2 separate regions of the Mus musculus genome follow, and region 2 is linked to region 1. A link is a contact called in public ChIA-PET data. All regions are on one chromosome and are shown on one strand. The core of a region is the stretch at or near the end of the contact, and the rest is flanking DNA. Distances in the headings are between cores, read along the strand shown.

Region 1 (6,516 bases), core at 2,142-4,641:
CTGTCCTTGTGGCTCATCCAACCTACTCCTCTAAACTCCACAGAAAGGCTCCTCGAATAAAGAAAAACATTTCCGTGTTCTAGGACCTGCATGTGTAAGGTGTGGCAGGACAAAGGCTAACTGACAGCCTGTTAGTCACTTTCAGACGTGCACTGTACAGGGGCAGTCACAATCTTCATGGGTAGCAAACACTCGGGCATGAGAGAGTTAGCTGAAGCAAGTCAGCTGAATTTCTAGGCAACACGAGCAGAACAATCTATTAGGTCCACGGGGAGGAATGGTGCTAGCTGATCTTGCACGATAATTGGCAAGGGGAAAAAAAAAGTCAAGGTAGTTAGGGGGTATGAGAAAAGTTAGAGGATGAAGGAGAGTGGATATAAACACATTTCACTGTAAACATGTATAAAATTATATGTATGTATATATATGTATATATATATATATTTTATACACATACAAATATATACATTTGTTATTGTTTGAGACAGGGTTTTTCTGTATAGCCTTGGCTGTCCTAGAACTCACTCTAGACAAGGCTGGCCTCAGACTCACAGAGATCGACCTCTTTCTGCCTCCTGAGTGCTGAGATTAAAGGTGTGTGCCATCACACCAGGCTCAAACATAATTTTTAAAGACGGGGTATCTGGTAGCCTGCAGTGGCAGCCACCCCGGATCCAGCGCAGTCAGGCACTCACCTGCAGCACCCGGCTCATCCACTGGAAACTGTCTTCCTCAGACGCATCGGGCCTTTGTTCTGCCACCACCACAATGCGCTCGTCATAAAACACAGACACAGAAAACACAGCAATTCTAAGAGAAATAGATCAAACACATCAGCCTCCCTTTAAAACCATCCTATTAGCTTTCCTCAGTTGGAATCAAAGAGGAGCCACCCCACCCACCCCACCCAGATGTGAGCAGCAGAAAAACAGTGTGCAGTCGCCACCACCAAGTCAGGCCGAGAGAGTCGTTGAGAATAAAACCAAAAAGCGCGGATTAAGCACCAGAGTGGCAAACAACACAGTTCCTGGCTTTGTGGCGCTTACGTGTCACACAGTTACTGAAGGCATGTTGTGATAAGCACCAGGAAGCGCCTGGGTCGGGCCAGTGGAGTGGCTATGGGTGCTTGGGGGAGCGCCTCCCTGGGGAGTGGACACTGGAGCAGAGACCTGAAGGAGGTGAGGACGCGAGCCACGCGAAGATCTGGAGGAAGAGGATTCCGGACAGAAGGAACGGAAAGCGGGAAGGTTCTGAGGTAGGGACGAGCTTGGCAGGTTTGAGGAACAGCGAGAAGGCCAGTGTGCCTGGAGCAGAGTGGTGAAGCAGAGAGTGGAGCGAGTCAGACGCGGGCAGGCGAGGGAGACCAAGAGAGGGAGGGGATGGAAGTGGACCTGAGGGAGGTCTCCGCTCAAATGTCCCCTTACTAGTGAGGCGTTCCCAGACCACCTCCTGTGTTCACTCCACAGCACTCAGACCCTCTCACGTGCCATCTATGTTACTGTTTGCCTGACTTCAGTGTTTGTCACAAGAATAGAAGGCACACACATAGCTTGTTTTGTTCACTGCCAAAGTACCCCCAAAAGCAGTACACCCAGTGAGGATTTGTTGACTGAATGCACGAGGACTGAAACAACTGAGAGCCAATGATGCCGGCTTGCCTGCCCCCTGGGATGCTAACTGTGCTAGGTACCATGCTGTGCACTGCGGATGTGGCTACAAGCACAGACTGTGGGTCTCTGCCCACGAAGCTCCATGCCTGGGAAGCCACATCATGACAGAAAACCACACGATGCAGGAGCTGGTGTTTTCTGTGACGTCTTTAGATGTTCCCTTCGTACATAACTACGGTCAGGACAGGAGGGAGAAGGTGGCATAGGCTCCAAGCACAGCATACATGTGTATGAAGGTGCTCTTGTGTAAAAACAAAGTGGAAATCATCCTAACAGACACCGTCTACAACTGCTGGGCTCGCTTTCCTTGCATTAGTAAGCACAGGAGAAGGCCTGCCCTTGTTTACAGAACCTACAATTCCAGCACTTAGCTGCCATGTCAGTCTCCACATAGAAAACACAACACTTCAGTTAGAAATGAGAGAAAGATTCTTAGGTCTGCTCTCGCAGAGTGGCAGCCACCTATATTGGCCTGGACAGCACAATCTCTGAAGAAGGTCATGTTTTTTATCTTGGAATTCTCCTCAGTCTTCAGAATCAACAATCATTGACAGACTCTGAGACTGCTCACATTTCATGCCTCAGCTGCAGGACGGGTATTTAAAGCTGGGCTTTGTCACTCTAAGCTAGACCAGCCCAAGCACCTGGAAGAACCACAGAGCGCAGCTCAGATCACCCCAGAGTGGTGACACGGATCTCAGAGCACTCACCTTCCTCGATAGACGGTCTTTATGGACTCCACAGCCAATCCAGTAGCAACAATGTCATCGGCGTTATGTCTTCGGCCGCTGACCATGAGTAATCCATCCATTTTTCCAACCACGAACACCAAGCTACCCTGAAAGTTAGCAATGATTCACCTTCATTTCCATAGTTTAAAGGGTAAAACAGACACCTTACATTTCCTGTTTTCATGAAAATGTCACTAAACAAAACCAAACCAAACACTAAGAAACGTACCTGTGAAACATGTACACAGTTCAACTCCCAACACCACAAAAAACGTGTTTATACGAAAGAAAATAATGTCATAGTTTATGGGATTTATTATTATTTTTCTTTAGAATTAGTAAAAAAGCACATCTTAAAGCCACCAAGTCTTTAAAAGGCTCGATCTGTGTGCATGTGTGTGGGCACAGGCAGGCCACTGCCCGCTGTGACTCAGAGGACAACTTGCAGGAACTGTCCTCTCCTTCCACCCAATGGGTCCCAGGGACGCCTCTACCTGCTGAGCATCTGGCTAGCACCCACTGAGGTCTTACCGTCTATAAGAGATTAATCCGTTCCTATTTATTCTTAGGGGAAATCTCACTCTCACAGGGGAGAAACTGTGCTCACACACAGAGTTCCCTTTTCCAGCCACAGGTGTGCATTAGCTCTTCTGTAGTTGGCACAGGGTGAATACCAGGGAGAGAAATGTTACTTTATTGCTCCTGGAGCTAGAGAGAGCCAACGGTTTTAGTGTGTGAATAGTTGCTTTGAGCTCGCAAGGGTAACACTGTCTCCATTGGCAAGATCAGAAACACATACCCAAGAAGGTCTAAGAACCCTGCAGATTTTTGGACAACAGAGCAGCAGGCCCCTGGGTCCATTGGCCCTTCGCATGTCCTCTCGAGTTGGCAGTTACCTCCACAAGCATGTCACTCTTGCTGAGCACAGTGTAGTGCCACACAATGACTGGGCTAAGCCAGAAAAACAGAATGTCAATGCACAGGAAGCTGCTGGTCTACCCACAGTGCCAGAGGAAGCCAGCCAACTCCACAACGCCAGAGCCAGAGGGGACACACTTCTAACAGTCTGCTGGTGGTAAATGGAGAGAGAGGCGGCTAAGGGAATGTCCTGGTCCTGCAGAGGACATGAGTGTGGCTGCCAGCACAAAGTCTGGTGGCTCACAGCTCCTTTAACTCCAACACTGCTATGCATGTAGACTTGCATATACATTTAACATAATAGAAACAAATCCTTAAAAAAGAGAGAGAGAAGGGATGCCTGCTTCTCCAAATCTTTCACAGTGAGGCTGTTTAGCTGACATGGTATTTCCATCTTCATCTTCCTTGCAGCTAGATCTGACCATGGGACTGGTTCAGGCCAGACACAACCAGACCCTTTACATGGGGTTCAGGGGATCATTCATAGAGAGCGGACAACAGTCTATCTGTTTCAGACTGACGGTTGGAGCTGGGTCCTGGACCTCAATAGCAGTGCAGCAAGCTCGCTCAAGATTTGGGCTCTTGAGACAGCTGAAGCTGCACTGCAGTGTTAAGGGCTCAGTGTCACATGCTCTTACATGAGCTGAGCGCTAGGAGGAGGAAGAGGAGAAGGAGGAGGAGGAGATGGGCAGGAAGGAGCCATCGACAGATGGAGGGTATGAGTTGACAGGATAGTGACTACCCCATGGCTCGCCACTGCCCTACCCACTGGCCATCAGAGCCTGGCTCTCTGCTGCCTTTGTGTCCTGCTCAGGCTCAGTATGTGCCTTGAGAACAGGCTTTTGGGTCCTTGTCTCTCTAGACCACTACCATGAATAACACTTGCCAGGTAACGAACTGTTTTCTAAGAATTTACAATGACCCAGGGTGGGCACTGCTGAGAATCCTTAAGAAAACACTCTCATGCCCGGCGTGGTGGCACACACCTTTAATCCCAGCACTCAGGAGGCAGAGGCAGGCGGATTTCTGAGTTCGAGTCCAGCCTGGTTTACAAAGTGAGTTCCAGGACAGCCAGGGCTACACAGAGAAACTCTGTCTCGAAAAACCAAAAAAAAAAAAAAAAAAAAAAGAAAAGAAAAGAAAACACTCTCAGCTAATGGATGGATCACAGGGCTCCCAATGGAGGAGCTAGAGAAAGTAGCCAAGGAGCTAAAGGGATCTGCAACCCTATAGGTGGAACAACATTATGAACTAACCAGTACCCCGGAGCTCTTGACTCTAGCTGCATATGTATCAAAAGATGGCCTAGTCGGCCATCACTGGAAAGAGAGGCCCATTGGACACGCAAACTTTATATGCCCCAGTACAGGGGAACGCCAGGGCCAAAAAGGGGGAGTGGGGGTGGGTGGGTATGGGGGACTTTTGGTATAGCATTGGAAATGTAAATGAGCTAAATACCTAATAAAAAATGGAAAAAAAAAAAAAGAAAAAGAAAACACTCTCTACATTCGCCACTCAGTTTCCCTTGGCTACGAAGTAACCTTCCCCCCTCCCTCCTCTTAACTTCTCAGAGCATGTTAACATAAATCAAGAAAAGTAGTAAGAATAAGTGAAATGTTTAAAAATATAGGATACATATGAAGCCTTAGTCTGTAGGAGTCACAGAAACTTAGGCAAGAGACGCAGAAAACATTAGCTCATTCCTGTGACAGTCTTCTACAATCAGTCTGAAAGACAGTGCATCATTTTTAATCCCAGCGTTTGGGAGGCTGAGGTAGGGATCTCCACTAGTTCCAACCAGGCAGGGCTTTGCAGAGACCTTGTCTAAATAAAGAAACAGGAGGAGGAGCCGTTTTGATCGTTGTTAAAGGGCCAGTGACACCCTTTCACTACTCGGAATCTGTTCAGTTCTGTGAATCCAAGTTCAAATGCTTTTAGATCAAATGTTGCAAAATCAATAGGAACCGTCACTTACAGGCCCTACAAATCCCAGCAGCCCTGACCGGATGAAGGGTACGTCCCCTACAGGAGAGCCTGAAGAAGTCACTGGAATCACCTAAAAGACAAAAGGAAAAAGGTGAAAAGCTTGGTTAGTTAAAAAAAATGTATCTGATTTTTAAAAGTCTTACTTAAAAGAAAAAACTACATGTATTATATTCTAACTGAGCAGGGCATGGTTGGTACAAGCCTTTAATTCCAGCACTCAGGAGTCAGGCAGGAGAGCTCTGTGATTCGGAGGCCAGCCAGGTATACACTGCAACTCCAGGCTGGCCAAGACGTCACAATGAGACCCTGTCTCTAAAACCAACCAACCAACCAACCCCCAAATAGAATTATAAACACACACACATAATATGCTTATTGGAAGGTATAATCTGCAACAAATCCAGGAATCTCATCCAGTTCAGAGTTTACCTCTCCAGACTTTTAAAAAGCTATACACTCACAGTCAAATATTTTATTACGTTGATTTGTGTTTGTATCACTGCAGGTATGGGGCCTTTATATGCTTGTGAGGTCAGAGGGCAAATGCAGGAGCTGGCTCTCGCCTTTCGCCATGTGGATTGTGGGTAGCACACATCAGACAGCACGTGAAGTGCCCTCACCCACTGTGTCATCTCACAAGATACACAGACTAATGTCACAACTAAGTATGTTAACCCAGGGTCACGGGATAGGCTTCTGTGCAAGCCTGAGGGCTGCAGTTCTGATCCCCAGCCCCCAAGAAAAAGGCTGTTGGGGAGGGGATGGACGGCAGGACGTCCAGGATGTCCTAGGCAGCTACTAAAGCCTAGACAGCAGACAAACATAAACAACGTGGAGTGGGTCAGAGGTTGATGCCCCACATCATCTGTTTTACACACACAAGCACATACACAGAGCACACGCGTGCACACACACATGTGTGTAAGCACACATACAAAGGCATATATCACATATGCACAATTAAAAAGGAAAATATTTAAAAAATTAAAAAAGGGGGATCACAATTACACATTTGTCTGTCTGTCTTTTCACTAACAGACCTTTGACAATGTATCTTGGATAGCTTCCCCATCAGGTAATGACCAATCTAGGCCGTGTTTGTATAGTAGAACACTTCACAGGGCAGAGGATACTGAAGTCCTGAGAGTTGATTCTAGTTCTGCAGTTTACTGGCAAGGCAGATTCTGGGTAAATGCCAGCAGCTGAGCCTC
Region 2 (6,516 bases), core at 1,543-4,042, 260 kb before region 1:
TTTTTTAAAAACAGGACTTCAGTATAAACTCCAGGCTTGCTACAACCTAAAAGCAATGCTTTTGCCTCAGCCTCCTGAATGCTGGTGTCACAGCAGTGCCACCGGGCCTGGCAATTCTGTTTTCTTTGAGTGATTTGCTGCTGATCATGTTCTCATTAACCGTGTGCAAGATTTTTGATTTTGTATCATCACCTTGCATTTTAAGTAACATTGGTGTGGTGGTTTAAATAGGTTTGCCCCCCATAGACACCATGATGATAATGGACTGAACTCTGAAACTGTAAGCCAGCTCCAATTAAATGTTGCCCTTTATAAGAGTTGCCTTGGTCATGGTGTCTCTTCACAGCAATAAAACCTTAACTAAGACAATTGCTTTTAAAAATCATATTTCGGGCTGGTGAGATGGCTCAGTGGGTAAGAGCACCCAACTGCTCTTCCGAAGGTCAGGAGTTCAAATCCCAGCAACCACATGGTGGCTCACAGCCATCCATAACGAGATCTGACTCCCTCTTCTGGAGTGTCTGAGGACAGCTACAGTGTACTTACATATAATAAATAAATAAATAAAACTAAAAAAAATCATATTTCATATGCTTAGAGGTTGATTGCACCTGTATTTTATTTGTAAACTTTTGGAACTCGCTCTGTAGACCAGGGTCACCCCAAACCTGCCTCTGCCTCTGCCTCCCAAATGCTGAAATTAGAGGCATGCGCCAACACCATTGGCCTTAAACTTTTTTTTAAAAAGGACAGTTTTGTTGGATGGGGTTATGCACCTTTCATCCCATCACTTGGAAGGCAGAGGCAGGCAAATCTTCCTGTTCCAGTCCAGCCTAGTCTACAGAATGAGTTCCAGGATCTCCAGAGCTACGCAGAGAAACCCTCTTGAAAAATAAACAAATAGACAGTTTTTGAGGGAGTCAGTTCTCCTAGCTCCACTGTGGATTCTGGGACTAGAACTCAGGTCGTGACACTTGTGTGACAAGTGCACTTACCACTGAGCCAACTTGATGACTATATTTTTTAAAAGTTTTATATCACATTTACCAACTTTAAGAAATCCCAAGAGCTCAGTTATAGTTTGGTGGTAGAGTGCTTGCCAAGGGAGAACAAGCTGCCAAATTTAGACCCCAGTACCACAAAAGCAATAACAAAAATTAATATTTTTTGACAGTGTCCTGCAAGCACTGTAGCTCAGGGTGGTCTTGAACTCACGATGCTCTCGTCTCAGCTCCTGGTGTGCCAGGATGCCAAGTGTGTGCCACTCTGCCTAGCTACCATGGTTTCACTTTGATCACTCAATGTTTTCAGGCCTTAAAGTAAATTGTGACCAATTGATTTATTTATATTTTTATTTTATTTTATTTTATTTTATTTGAGGAGAAGCAATCTTTTGAGCCAGGGTATAGCTCAGCTGTAGAGTGCTTGTCTAGCATACACCAAACCCCAGGCTTGACAAAAGAAAACCCCTCAACAGACAGCCACCGTCCCCTAAATATGCAAATAAAAACAGGATTAAACATTTGATAGTTTTTCTTTTTCTTTATTTTATGGGTGTTTTCCTTGGGTGTATGTCTGTATACCATGTGCACACTTTGTCCGAGGAAGCCAGAAGAAGGCATCCGATCCCCTGAAACCAGAGTTACAGGTGGTTGTGCTAGGAATCAAACCCAGGTCCTCTGGGGAGCAGGCAGTGCCGGTTGGCATCGCCAGCTCTGTCTGAAGGTTTGATCGTACTTACCTAGGTAAAAGCCAGCAGGTTTGCAACAGGGGCTTGTATTCCTGCATCACGTTTCTCAGTGATGAGTTTTCAGTGCCACACACACCAGGCAGGCATAACACCACCAATCCCCATTTCCGTCTCGTTTCCCGGGGGACTCTGAACACTCCGTAACCTTCCTGCGATCTTGATTTCCACTTTCCTTTCCGGCTTTACTGTTAAACGCCTGGCTTCTCTGTTTGTATGGAAACCGAATACCCTTTAAGAAGGCAAGCTTCTTGCTCTATTTACATATTTGTTCCCTTGTTTGTTTGCATTTGAACAAGCAGAAAATGAAATGGAAAGACCGCCCTCCACAGCAGAGGCAGACCGGCTGGGAGGCAGTGGCCTTGGTTCATGTATGCTGGCCTGACTGCCAGTGTTCTAAAATGACTTTAAAATCCCCTCATTTCACTGCAGGGGAAACTGAGGCTTCGGATAAGAGAAGCAACTGTAGACTAGTTAGAGTCTGCAGTACTTAGTCTAGGACACAGGAACGCTGAGGAGCTGTTAGCGAACTGCACTTCTCAGTGTCTGTGGAGGTGTTTCTAGACAAGGACGGACCAAAATAGGTTAAGGCTTGCTGTGAATATGGGCAGCAAAACCCAGAAAGTCTGCAGCGCCCAGGGAAAAAGATGGGCGTGGCTATGCATGCCCGTGACGCAGCGCTGTGGGCTTTAGAGACAAGAGAATGCTTGCTGCTTGCCAGCCAATCCCGGGTCAGTGAGGGAGGGACTGTCGCAAGGAAATGAGGCGAGAGGGCTATAAAGCAGGAAACCCACCTTCTCTGCCGGTGAATACACACACACACACACACACACACATACACACACACACACACACACACGCGCGCGCGCGCGCGCGCCACACAAACACCCCCTCCCTCCCTTGCTTCCTCTCCTTCCCTCCCACCCCCCCACCCCCGCCCCCGCCCCCAACACCAGCTTTCATGTTGTTTAAGGTCATAGCTCTGTGACAAGCACCCTTACGCGTCATGACTGGTAGCTTTTCTTCTCGGATCGAACCCACGCTGGTCCAGGCTACTGTCTTTAGGGGCTATCAGAGGACAGGGAAACTGAGCTGCCTCTAGGTTAGCTGCAGTTGGGTTCTGGATCTGATCTGACTCAAAGGCATTTACTGGCTTTCTTTCCCCCCAGTGATAAGGAGATCGCTGTCAGGCCTCCCCATGCAGTAGCAAAATGTTATCATCTAGAGATACTGTAATCAGGTAGATACTTTGGCCAAGTTACAGAGAGCCAGCGGCGTTGTGGTAAGCAGGCATTTCCTGCCATGGGACATTTTAAAACAAGGAATATAATGAGCTTCCACCCTAAAGGGAAGATTCTGTTGCGCATGTATGTATTGTATAGAAATACATATAACACATGTTTGTACTTACACAGGTAAGTGTATCTATGTCTATATAGATATATGCACAAACATAAATTATTTTTTTGTTTGTTTTGAATCGGGGCCTCTCTGCATAGCCCCAGCTGGCCTGGAACTCACTCTCTAGATCAGGCTGGCCTCCAACTCACAGAGATCCACCTGCCTCTGCCTCTGCCTCTGCCTCTGCCTCTGCCTCTGCCTCTGCCTCTGCCTCTGCCTCTGCCTCTGCCTCTGCCTCTGCCTCTGCCTCTGCCTCTGCCTCTGCCTCTGCCTCTGCCTCTGCCTCTGCCTCTGCCTCTGCCTCTGCCTCCAATTAAAGGTGTGTGCCACCACCACCCAGCTATACCTGTTGGAGGTGAGGGGAGAGGAAGAGAGTTTTTTTTTTATAAAGATTTATTTATTATTATATCTAAGTACACTGTAGCTGTCTTCAGACACACCAGAAGAGGGCATCAGATCTCATTATGGATGTTTGTGAGCCACCATGTGGTTGCTGGGATTTGAACTCAGGACCTTCAGCCACTGAGCTATCTCTCCAGCCTCAGTAAGGGATTCTGAAACCTCAAAGTCCATGATTAATAGTGTTAGTCATATTAAACATGAGTCTCTGCCACCAAATATTATAAAACTTGTGTTTAGGGCAAAGAACGCAAACCTTCTTTCTTACCTCATAAGACTTCTGTGCACATATTTTAGTCCCCATGACCTGGTAAAATCTTTGTTTACACAACAGACCCTGCTTCATTCTGGGAACTCGATGACCTGGATCTGCCACCCCCTTTCTCCATCTTCAATTCCTATGCACGAGTTCTTTTAAGACTAGACTAGGCTAGGGCTGGAGAGATGGCTCAGTGGTTCAGAACACTGACTGCTCCTGAGTTTAAATCCCAGCAACCACACGGTGGCTCACAACCATCTGCAATGAGATCTGATGCGTGTGTTTCTAGACAGCAACAGTGAACTCATATATAATAAATAAATAAATCTTTGAGAGTTCGAGGCCAGCCTGGTCTACAGAGTTCCAGGACAGCCAGGGCTACACAGAGAAACCCTGTCTCGGAAAAAAAGAAATCTTAAAAAAAAAATAATAAGAGTAGACTAATAAATAAGACTGTGAGGTCTTATCCTAGTCAATGCGGAAAAGACACAGCCACCATGTGCTAGAATAAAAACCAAGTGCATTTGCTGTCTCTGTACAAATCTCCTAGATCTTCAGTTCTCAACCTCTCTAAAGTAAAGCGGCAACCCTTTAATACACTTCCTCACGCTGTGGTGACCCCAGCCATAACATTATTTTTGTTGCTACTTCATAACAGAAATTTTGCTACTGTTATGATTTGTAATGTAAATATCTATGTTTTCCGATGGTCTTAGGCAGCCTATGTGAAAGGGTTGTTGGATCCCAAAGGGGACATTAGCCAAATGTTGTAAATCCCTGCCCTGGATCAAGAGTGAAGTTTTTGCCTGTCATGATGGTGTGGGCCTTTAATCCCAGAGCTCAGGAGTCAGAGGGAGGCAGATCTCTGTGAGTTTGAGGCCAGCCTAGTCTACTTAGTCTACTTAGGAGTTTGAAGACAACTGGGGATACACACTGAAACCCTGTCTCAACAAAACCAAAGTAAACAAATAAATACAATAGAGCACTCTGCAACACATGCACTGAGGTTGCAGGGATATGCAAGGAAAAGCAGGGTTCCTATGCCAACTCATAAAATGTAGTTTTATTGAGATTTTATTTTAAATTATGTATATAGCACGTGTGCGCATGCATATATGTGTGTGCGGTGGATGTGTGTGTGTGCGTGTGAGTGTGCATATGTGTGTTCATGTGTGTAGGGAAGCCAGAGAACAACCCCAGGTGTCACTCTTCAAAAGCCATCTGTGGTGGTTTGAATACCTGGTCCCCAGTTGGCGCAGCATGGCTGAGGGACAGGTTCGGAACTAAACAGCCTCGTCTCCTTCCTGTCTGCTCTGCCTTTGGGATTGCAGCTGAGGACGTGAGTGCCTTGCTCCCTGCCGCAGCTTCCAGCCTAGTGCTCACTGCCACGCTTTCCCTCTAACGCTCTGGAACCATAAGCCCAAATGCACTCTTCTCTGTTGCCTTGGTCACGTGTTTTATCTCATTGATATGAAAGCACCTTGTTTTCTGAGATGGGAGCCCTCCCTGCCTCCCAGGTCACAGGACGGCAAGCATGTGCCACTGTGTCAGCTTCTTAATGTGGGGTCTGGGCACAAGGCAAGCATTTCACTCACCAAGCTCCTTCCACCCCCACAAAGGTTTGCTTGGGCTTTCTTTGCGGGGGTGGGGGGCATGAACTGATGCACGCGTGTTGTGTGTAGGTTGTGTGCGTTCTTGTTAGTGTAGAAGTTATTCACATGGTTATGCTCACGTGAATACACGTGTGTGAAGGCCAAAGGTAGGTGTTTGGTGTCTTCTTTTTCCTCTCTTCTTTTTCTTTCTTTCTTCTTTGTTTGTTTTCTGACACAAGATCTCTCTGCATATCCCTAGCCGTTCTGGAACTCACTATGTAGACCAGGCTGGCCTCAAACTCACAGAGATCTTCCTGTCTCTGCCTGTAGTGTAGGAATCAAAGGCTTATACTTAATGTTTTTGAGAGACAGGTCTCACTAACCCAAAGCACATAGATCTGGATACTCTAGCAAGCCAACAGGCTTCAGGTGTTCCCCTCTCTCACCCTCCACTCCCCATTGCTGTGTGACAGGCATGGAACACTTGGATACACGTGCACAGACATGATGAACTGAAAAATATTGTTTTCTCATTTATTTTGTTTTTGTTTTTTGAGACTAGGCCTGTCTGTGTAATGCAGGGATTAAAGGTGTGTGCCACCATACCCAACATCCCATTTTTTTCATAAATTCTTTGAAATATATATATATATATATATGTATTTAAATGGGGTGTCACTACTATCCCTGGCTGTCCTGAAACTCACTATGCAGACCAGGCTCGAACTCACCGAGTGTGCTTCTTTCATCCCAGCGCTCAGGAGGCTGAGGCAGGGGGATCTCTGTGAGCGTCTCTCCTCTCCCTGTGGCCCAGCAGTTTCTGATACAGAGGAGATGCACTGTCATTTGGGGGAAAGCGTCTTGTTGCACTTGGTTCTTAACTTGTGGCTCACAACCCTGTGCCCATCACTCCGTGAACTCTGACCTGCACTCTGCTCTGCAAGAGGATGAAACTCAGCAGGTGGAGACGTTCTGTCATTAAGGTAAACAAAACAGTGTGATTTAAGTTCCTAAAACTGACATCTGACTAGCCAGAAGTTTCAGCTTAAAAATAGCCTAAAGTACTAGTGATAACTTTATGCTTTTTCTTTGGATTAGACTGGGTAGGTATTACTTAA

The links. ChIA-PET counts read pairs in DNA pulled down with a chosen protein or histone mark.
Region 2: a contact with region 1 is called in an RNA polymerase II ChIA-PET map of effector CD8 T cells, with 6 read pairs. The contact joins two enhancer-like sites. A contact is called at or near these places in 9 of 484 Hi-C or Micro-C datasets (the AtT-20 cell line, B cells, CD8 T cells and 2 more), 2 of 115 datasets of contacts at active chromatin or transcription factors (bone marrow-derived macrophages and effector CD8 T cells) and 1 of 9 other capture datasets (embryonic stem cells).

What each region holds. Positions count from the first base shown.
Region 1 is chr15:100,177,301-100,183,816 of GRCm38.p6, reverse strand. Dip2b (disco interacting protein 2 homolog B) reads right to left here. Exons shown (of 38, transcript NM_001159361.2): 20 at 5,295-5,375; 21 at 2,381-2,508; 22 at 696-810. Among named protein-coding and RNA genes, the nearest start is that of Atf1, 47 kb to the left of the region's middle. Within about 2 kb of position 3,391, at least 68 of the 459 cell types and tissues checked have an H3K27ac peak or open chromatin away from gene starts, as enhancers often do. A contact at or near this core is called in CD8 T cells and effector CD8 T cells, where this site is marked.
Region 2 is chr15:100,439,662-100,446,177 of GRCm38.p6, reverse strand. It overlaps 5330439K02Rik (a long non-coding RNA gene), which reads left to right. Exons shown (of 3, transcript XR_001781773.2): 2 at 6,153-6,381. Among named protein-coding and RNA genes, the nearest start is that of Gm5475, 20 kb to the right of the region's middle. Within about 2 kb of position 2,792, at least 311 of the 459 cell types and tissues checked have an H3K27ac peak or open chromatin away from gene starts, as enhancers often do. A contact at or near this core is called in CD8 T cells and effector CD8 T cells, where this site is marked.